Regions from separate parts of the Rattus norvegicus genome. Here region 1 is linked to region 2. Evidence: chromatin contacts called from public Hi-C data. All regions are on one chromosome and are shown on one strand. The core of a region is the stretch at or near the end of the contact, and the rest is flanking DNA. Distances in the headings are between cores, read along the strand shown.

Evidence for each region. Hi-C and Micro-C count contacts between places; a contact is called where the count stands out from the background.
Region 1: a Hi-C map of frontal cortex shows a contact between it and region 2, with 1.8 times the contacts expected there. The contact joins the promoter of Mob1a here to the promoter of Mogs in region 2. A contact is called at or near these places in 2 of 12 Hi-C or Micro-C datasets (frontal cortex and mammary epithelial cells).

What each region holds. Positions count from the first base shown.
Region 1 is chr4:117,387,599-117,391,109 of GRCr8, forward strand. It overlaps Mob1a (MOB kinase activator 1A), which reads left to right and starts at 1,680. Exons shown (of 6, transcript NM_001033891.1): 1 at 1,680-1,866. The coding sequence starts at 1,853.
Region 2 is chr4:117,177,813-117,181,536 of GRCr8, forward strand. Mogs (mannosyl-oligosaccharide glucosidase) reads left to right here and starts at 1,523. Exons shown (of 4, transcript NM_031749.3): 1 at 1,523-1,874; 2 at 1,967-2,196; 3 at 2,668-2,864; 4 at 3,011-3,724. The coding sequence starts at 1,529. It also overlaps the pseudogene Rpl23-ps8.

The DNA of each region.
Region 1 (3,511 bases), core at 430-2,929, 210 kb after region 2:
CTTTATTCTGCCTTTTTTTTTCTTTTAAAAGAAGATTTATCGGTCCCTAGCTCCGGAAAAAAAAAGATTTATTTTTATTTTATAAGTCTTTTGCCAGCTTACCTGCATATGGTACTGGTGCCTGTGGAGGTCAAAAGAGAGTGTTAGATCCTCTGGAAATGGAGCTACAGACAGTGTGGATGCTTGACCCTGAACTCAAGTACTATACAGGAACAGCAAGTGCTCTTAATTATTAAGCTGTCTCTCCATCCCCTCACATCATATATACATGTACACACAAATAATATAGTTTTTTTTGACAGGGTCTCTCTATGTAGTCACGGCTGCCCTAGAACATGCTATGTAGCCTAAGCTGGCCATGAACTCACAAAGACACCTGCCTCTGCCTCCGGGGCTGGAATTAAAGCTGTGTACCACCGTGCTTGGCCTGCCCTGACATAGTGATAAACACAAGGACACAGACTCCAACCTTAATAATATGGTATTTAAAAATAGGCTTACAAAAAATAAATAAATATGAGGACAAGAGGCAGAGGCAGGCAGATCTCTGTGAGTCAAGGCCAGCCTGATCTACATAATGGCCAGAAGGACTAGAGACCCTGTCTCAAAAAATCAGGAAAATGAAAGAGAAAAAAAAAAAAGAAAAAGAAAGAAAATAAAAAAAGTACATCAAGGCACATATACTCTAAATCACATACAAATCTACAGAAGGTAGTGACAAAACAAGAAAGAATAAAAAAAGCTTACTAAAGAAGATCTCCTCCCACCAGTCATGGATAAAAAGAGAACCAGCTCCTACATGTTGCTCTTACATACACACACACACACACACAAATGCAAATTTACAAAAAGTGGTTTTAAAAGTTAAAAGGAGCCAGTACAGTAGCTCAAGCCTGTAATCCCTGTACCTGGGAGGCTGAAGCAGAAGGATCAGGAACTTAAGGTCATCCTTGGCTACTTCGTGAACTTTAAACTAGCCTGGAACGCATGAGATCCTGTCTTAACAAAGGAACAACAACCACCAGAGAGAGAGAGAGAGAGAGAGAGAGAGAGAGAGAGAGAGAGAGAGAGAGAGAAATAAAAAGAAAGAAAGAAAAGAAAAGAAGAGAAAGAAAAATAAATCCAAAAGCTGAGAAAATAAAATTGATGTCATTACTGTGAAAGGTCATGTTCAAATGGTTTTAAACCACCATCAATTGAAGCGGAAAAATACTAGGTCTTTGCCACTGCGCATCCTGCACCATCATTTATTCCCACAGTTTTTTTTTTTTTCCTCTTTTCTACATTCTAACATAGTGTCACCTGGTGTCAACATATCCTCCCACAGTACATGCACATGAGCATTCTTAGAAGTTTTATAGTGTGTCTATAATGTGTGTATAGTGTGTGTGCCAAGTGTCCATCAACAGGCGATGTGGCTGGAATAGCATTCCTTTAGGAAAGATCCAAAGTCCTTCTAAATAGCAAAACAGTCACTAAGAAGCGTTGGCAGAGGTCCCTCGGCCACGGAATAGTTGACAGCAGTGCCTAGCTGGCTCCATTTCGCTCAGGGCCCACAGACTACTGATTGGCTGAGCTCAGTAAGGGGCGGGGCGAAGCTCAGCGGGACGGGGAAAAAAGCCCGGTCTCGCGAGATCCTGTTGGTTCCGCATTTCTGCTCATCGAGCTGTTGGGAGGTAGCACGGAGGACTCCGCAGTCTGTGCTGGTTCGGGGCGGCTGGAACCCAGTACGAAACCCAAGCCGTGAAGCTTCGGCAGCCCTGTTGAGCCGCGGACCGCCCTCTGCTTCCCGGTGCCCGCGGCGGCGCCGAGTCTGACGGGGCGGGGGCCACGGCCCCTCGGGCTAGCAAGGATGAGCTTCCTCTTGTAAGTGGGTCGGGCCGGGGCGTGGCGGGTGTCGGTCGGCGGGGCGGGGCAGAGGGGCCAAGTGGAGGGCGGAGCCGGACATTGGGCTATACCGGGCCTGCCGCCTGGGAAACGGCTGGGGCAAGGAAATGTGCAGTGCCTCTGACCAGACGAGGCTGAGAAGGAAAAGTGCAGATTCTCAATGGTTTTCCACAGATTTACATTTGAGAAGAGAGCTTTGCACCTTATAATGTGACTTTTCTCTTATCCCAGGTAGGGCTGGAACCTGGTCTCCTCCTGCCTCAGCTTTCTAAGGAGCCAGGATTACAGCCTAGGCCACCAGGACAGGCCTGCTTTAAATGTGTGTGGTTTTGTTTGTTTGTTTTGTTTTGAGGAAAGGTCTTGCTATGTAGCCCAGGCTGGCCTCGACCCCCACTTGCCTCTGCCTCCTGGATGTTGGGATTAAAGGTGGGCGCTTTTATCTCAGCCCACATATGAGGTTTTTTTTTTTTAGGTTCTTATTTTTTGAGAACTTAATAGATGAGTATTTTCATTTTTAATTCCTCCACTGCCCTCATCTCTCATTCAAATCCCTGTCCTCTTATCTATACTATATATTATACCCATATTATACTCCTACCTACTGAATCCAGTCAGTGGTGTCTGAACGCACTTGGGTGTAGAGCTGACCATTTGATTATGAGTAGTCTATTTGAGCTTGTCCCTGAAAAACCTGACTCTTCCTGTGGACTCTCCATAGCTCTTCAACCAGGTGAGGTAAATGTAAGTTTTTATAACTTAGACTGATTGATGCTGTTTTTCCCACCCTTTGGTGCTTCTGCAGTGAGCATCTGGTTACAGGTTTTTGGGTATGTGTGTGTGATGGTATCTCCTAGGAATTAGTGACACATGTTAGCCTTTGAGGAACTGCCAAGCATTTTACATCCCAATCTCACTGTATGAGTTTTCAAAATCCTCCAGTTCACATCCGTCTGGCAAATTGCCTCTGTTATGCCTGAGTGTGAAGTGGAATTTATTGATTTACATTCTTCCAATGATCAATAATGTTTGTGTGTGTGTGTGTGTGTGTGTGTGTGTGTGTGTGTGTGTGTGTGTATGTGTGTGTGTGTATTTTCAGGCCATTTGTGGATAAAGTCTTCCTATTTTAAAATCAGATGTTTTTTATTTTGTTAGCACCCATTAATTGTACAAATCAATGGGTTTGACTGACATTTCCATGTGTATATATGGTGCAGTGGTTGTGTCCATCTGCCTTTTTGGTTTGAGTTGTAAGAATTCTTTGTGTTTTGGATATGAGTCGCATTACATCTGTGACTTAAAAATAGTTTCTTCCATCCTCAGGATTATTTTAACTGTCTTGATGGCATCATTTGAAGAATAAATGTCTTTTTCAAAGATTTGTTTAGTTATTTAGTTGGTTTTGTTTTGTTTTTTTGTGGCATAGTTTCACTATGTAGCTCTAGCTCTGGTTGTCCTGGAATGGTGTAAACCAGGCCGACTTCCCAGAGATCTGCCTGCCTCTCCCTCCAGCGTGCTGGGGTTAAAGATGTGTGCCCAGTTTAGGATTTATTTTCACTTTATGAGCATGGATGTTTTAAATGTATGTATGTATGTATGTGTATACCATGTGCATCTAGTACCCATG
Region 2 (3,724 bases), core at 273-2,772:
GAGGCTGGAGGGTCAGAAGTTCAAAGTCATTTTTTGGCTACACAGCAATTTCCAGGCCAGTCAGGGATATAGACTATCTTAAATGTAAAAATCAATAAATAAAATTACAGGCTAAGTTACAGGCAGACTTGTCTGAAGATATAGGACTGCTTAAAGAAACAGACCCTACCTAGGCTTCCTTGCGAGTCCACTCCAAGAAGAATGGAAGTTGGGGTGTGAATAGTGATACAGCTTAATTCATATACACTTGGGTTTTGGGGTTTTTTTTGTTTTTTTCTTTTCTTTTTTTCGGAGCTGGGGACCGAACCCAGGCCTTGCGCTTGCTAGGCAAGCGCTCTACTACTGAGCTAAATCCCCAACCCCTACACTTGGGTTTTATAAGCTAGCCCTGGGAAGCTCTGTGGCTTGGATCCAGTTACTTACATTTCCTAGGCCACGATTTTCTGCTACCAGATTAGATCTGGGCAGTGATGTGTACAAGTAGCTTCTGACACCCTGGAGGCTGAGGCTATCATAAACCTTGGGGACAGTCTGGGCATATAAATACAACCAACGCGGCTTTATATAGCAAGTTGGAGGAAAATCTAAACAATCACATCCCCCAAAGAGGGGAAAACTGGCTTTAGTATGATCATTTTTTTAGAAAAATACTTTTAAGTGTATGGACGAAAGTGCAGGGTCAAAAAAGGCCTTTAGATCATCCGGATGTATCTGTAAGATGCCATTTTGGTGCTAGGAACTGAACTCATATCCTCGGCAAGAGCAGCAAATATGTTAACCGTCAAGTCATGTCTCCTGCTTCATTCCTTATTCGTACTTTTTTCTTTTTTTAAAGCATGGTCTCACTGTGTAACCCAGGGCGGCCTCAAATTCACGGAGATCCTCCTGCCTCTGCCTCCTGAGTACTAGGATTAATGCTGAGAGCCACCACGCCTGGATGTTATTTTTTTTAACAGGATGGAGGGAGGTGGGGAGGGAGGGAGAAGGGGAGGAGGGAGGGGGGAGGGAGAGAAAGTAGGTGAGGTGCGCACAATCTACAGCATAAGCGTGGAAGTCAGATGGTGTATGCTTATATGTAGGCCAGAGGTGAAGGACATCTTGTGGAAGTCTGTTCTCTTCCTTCCAAGACGTGGGTACGGGGATCAAACTTAAGTCGTCAGCCTTACGAGCGAGCGCCATTACGGCTGAGCCATCTCTCCAGGCCATGATCAGTAGTAAAACAAAACAAAACAAAACAAAACAAAACAAAACAAAACAAAACAAAACAAAACAAAACAAAACAGAAGGGACTCAGAATGCAATTGCTTCTCTCTCCTTCCCCTTGAACTTACACCCACTGACGCATTTCACCGATTGTGTCCTGTACTCAATATTGAGTACAACCAGCCACAGCGCTTCCGGGTTTCGGGGCCGGACCTGACGTGTAGGGCGGGATTTCCGGCAGGGGCGGGGCGCTCAGGGAGGCGCGGGGCGAAGGCTCAGTTCGCTGACCGCACGGTGGCAGCCGGTGCGCGTGCTGGCTGCCCGCATGGCCCGGGGCGAGAGGCGACGGCGCGCTGCGGCCGCAGAGGGGGCGCGGCCGCTGGAGAGGGCGCGGGGTGCGGGCCGGCGGGATGGCAGAGCCGGCGGGGCGCGCGGCTCGGCGGGCGGCGCGGCCCTGGCCGTGGTGGTTTTGGCGCTGGCCTTCGGCCTGTCGGGGCGCTGGGTGCTGGCGTGGCTCCGTGTGCGCCGCGCGCTCACACTGCACCCCGCTCCGTCAGCGCTACCGCCGGACTCCTCCAGTCCTGCCGTGGCCCCGGAACTCTTCTGGGGTACCTATCGCCCACACGTCTATTTCGGCATGAAGACTCGCAGCCCCAAACCACTGCTCACGGGTAACCCTGGGGCGGGTGAGTGGGGAGGACTCAACAGTCTTCGCAGAGTTAATACAGTATATATTAACTTACGTGGCCATTCTACTTCCCAGGACTGATGTGGGCGCAGCAAGGCGCCACCCCGGGGACCCCTCCTAAGCTCAGGCACACATGCGAACAAGGAGACGGCGTGGGTCCCTATGGCTGGGAGTTCCATGATGGACTCTCCTTTGGTCGGCAACATATCTATGATGGGGCCTTAAGGCTCACCACTGAGTTCGTCAAGAGATCTGGGGGTCATCACGGAGGGGATTGGAGCTGGAGAGTGACCGTAGAGCCTCAGGTCAGGACACTAGGATCTTTGCTCAGCCCAGATGTCCCCCATCCTCCCCTCCCAGCAGCAAATGCAGTATGTAATGGAGGTTGACAGCAGTGACACTAGGCTGGCTGACAATCTCTGCTATTTCCTTGTTTGTAAAACAGTGACACCTAACTCAAAAGATTAAATGAAACGGGTTGGGGATTTAGCTCAGCGGTAGAGTGCTTGCCTAGCGAGCACAAGGCCCTGGGTTTGGTCCCCAGCTCCGAAAAACAGAAAAAAGAAAAAAAAAAGATTAAATGAAACAATCCATGTGTAATTCTAAAACATCCGTCATTTTCCAGAGGAACCCTGTTCAGACGCAGTCCACTGGGTGGGTCTGCTTATCCTCAGTATTGACAGATGTATGTTTGCCACAGTTCTTGTAATTCCTGCTAAAACTGATTCTCAAAAGGATGTTTTTCTGATGCTTTGTTGTGTTCCTTGGTCACCTAGGCCTCAGGTACACCTTCCTTCCCTTTGGTGTCCCTGTTCTTCTACGTGGTAACAGATGGGCAAGAGGTCCTACTACCAGAGGTTGGAGCCAAAGGACAGTTGAAGTTCATCAGTGGGCACACCAGTGAACTTGGTGACTTCCGCCTCACACTTCTGCCACCAACCACTCCAGGAGACACTGTCCCTAAGCATGGCAGGTAACTGGAGGATTGGTGCAGGGGTGCTTGGGATATTGACTTAGCCTGGTCTCTAGGACCCCTCCCTCCGCACCTTTCCAACCACTGGGACTGGTAAGACATCCCTTTCATAAATAACATTCCTTATTTGTCTTCTTGCCTCCAAGCTACAATGTCTTCTGGTCCTCCAACCCAGGGCTGCCTCTGCTCACAGACATGGTAAAGAGCCACCTAAACAGCTGGTTTCATCACCGGCCCCCAGGAGCCTCTCCGGAACGATACCTTGGCTTGCCTGGATCTCTTAAGTGGGAAGAGAGAGGCCCTAGTGGGCAAGGGCAGTTCTTGGTCCAGCAGGTGACACTGAAAGCCCCTTTCTCTGTGGAGTTTGTGTTTGAATCTGGCAGTGCCAGGACAGGAAGAGACCAAGCCTCTGAGCAGCTGGTAGGTGGCCAACTGACCCGGGCCCTGGAGAGCCATGCTGCAGCATTCAAGGAGCGTTTTGAGAGGACCTTCCAGCTAAAGGAGAAGGGCCTGAGCCCTGAGGAGCAGGCTCTGGGTCAGGTTGCCCTCAGTGGCCTACTTGGTGGGATTGGTTACTTCTATGGACAGGGTTTGGTGTTGCCAGACACTGGCATGGAAGGGTCTGAACAGAAAATGGACCCTTCCCTATTTCCGCCTGTCCCCCTTTTCTCTGGGGTCCCTTCCCGGTCATTCTTCCCACGAGGCTTCCTCTGGGATGAAGGCTTTCACCAGCTAGTGGTCCAGCGATGGGATCCCCACCTCACCCGGGAGGCCCTAGGACACTGGCTGGGGCTGCTCAATGCTGACGGTTGGATTGGGCGAGAGCAGATTCTGGGGGATGAGGCCAGAGCCCGAGTGCC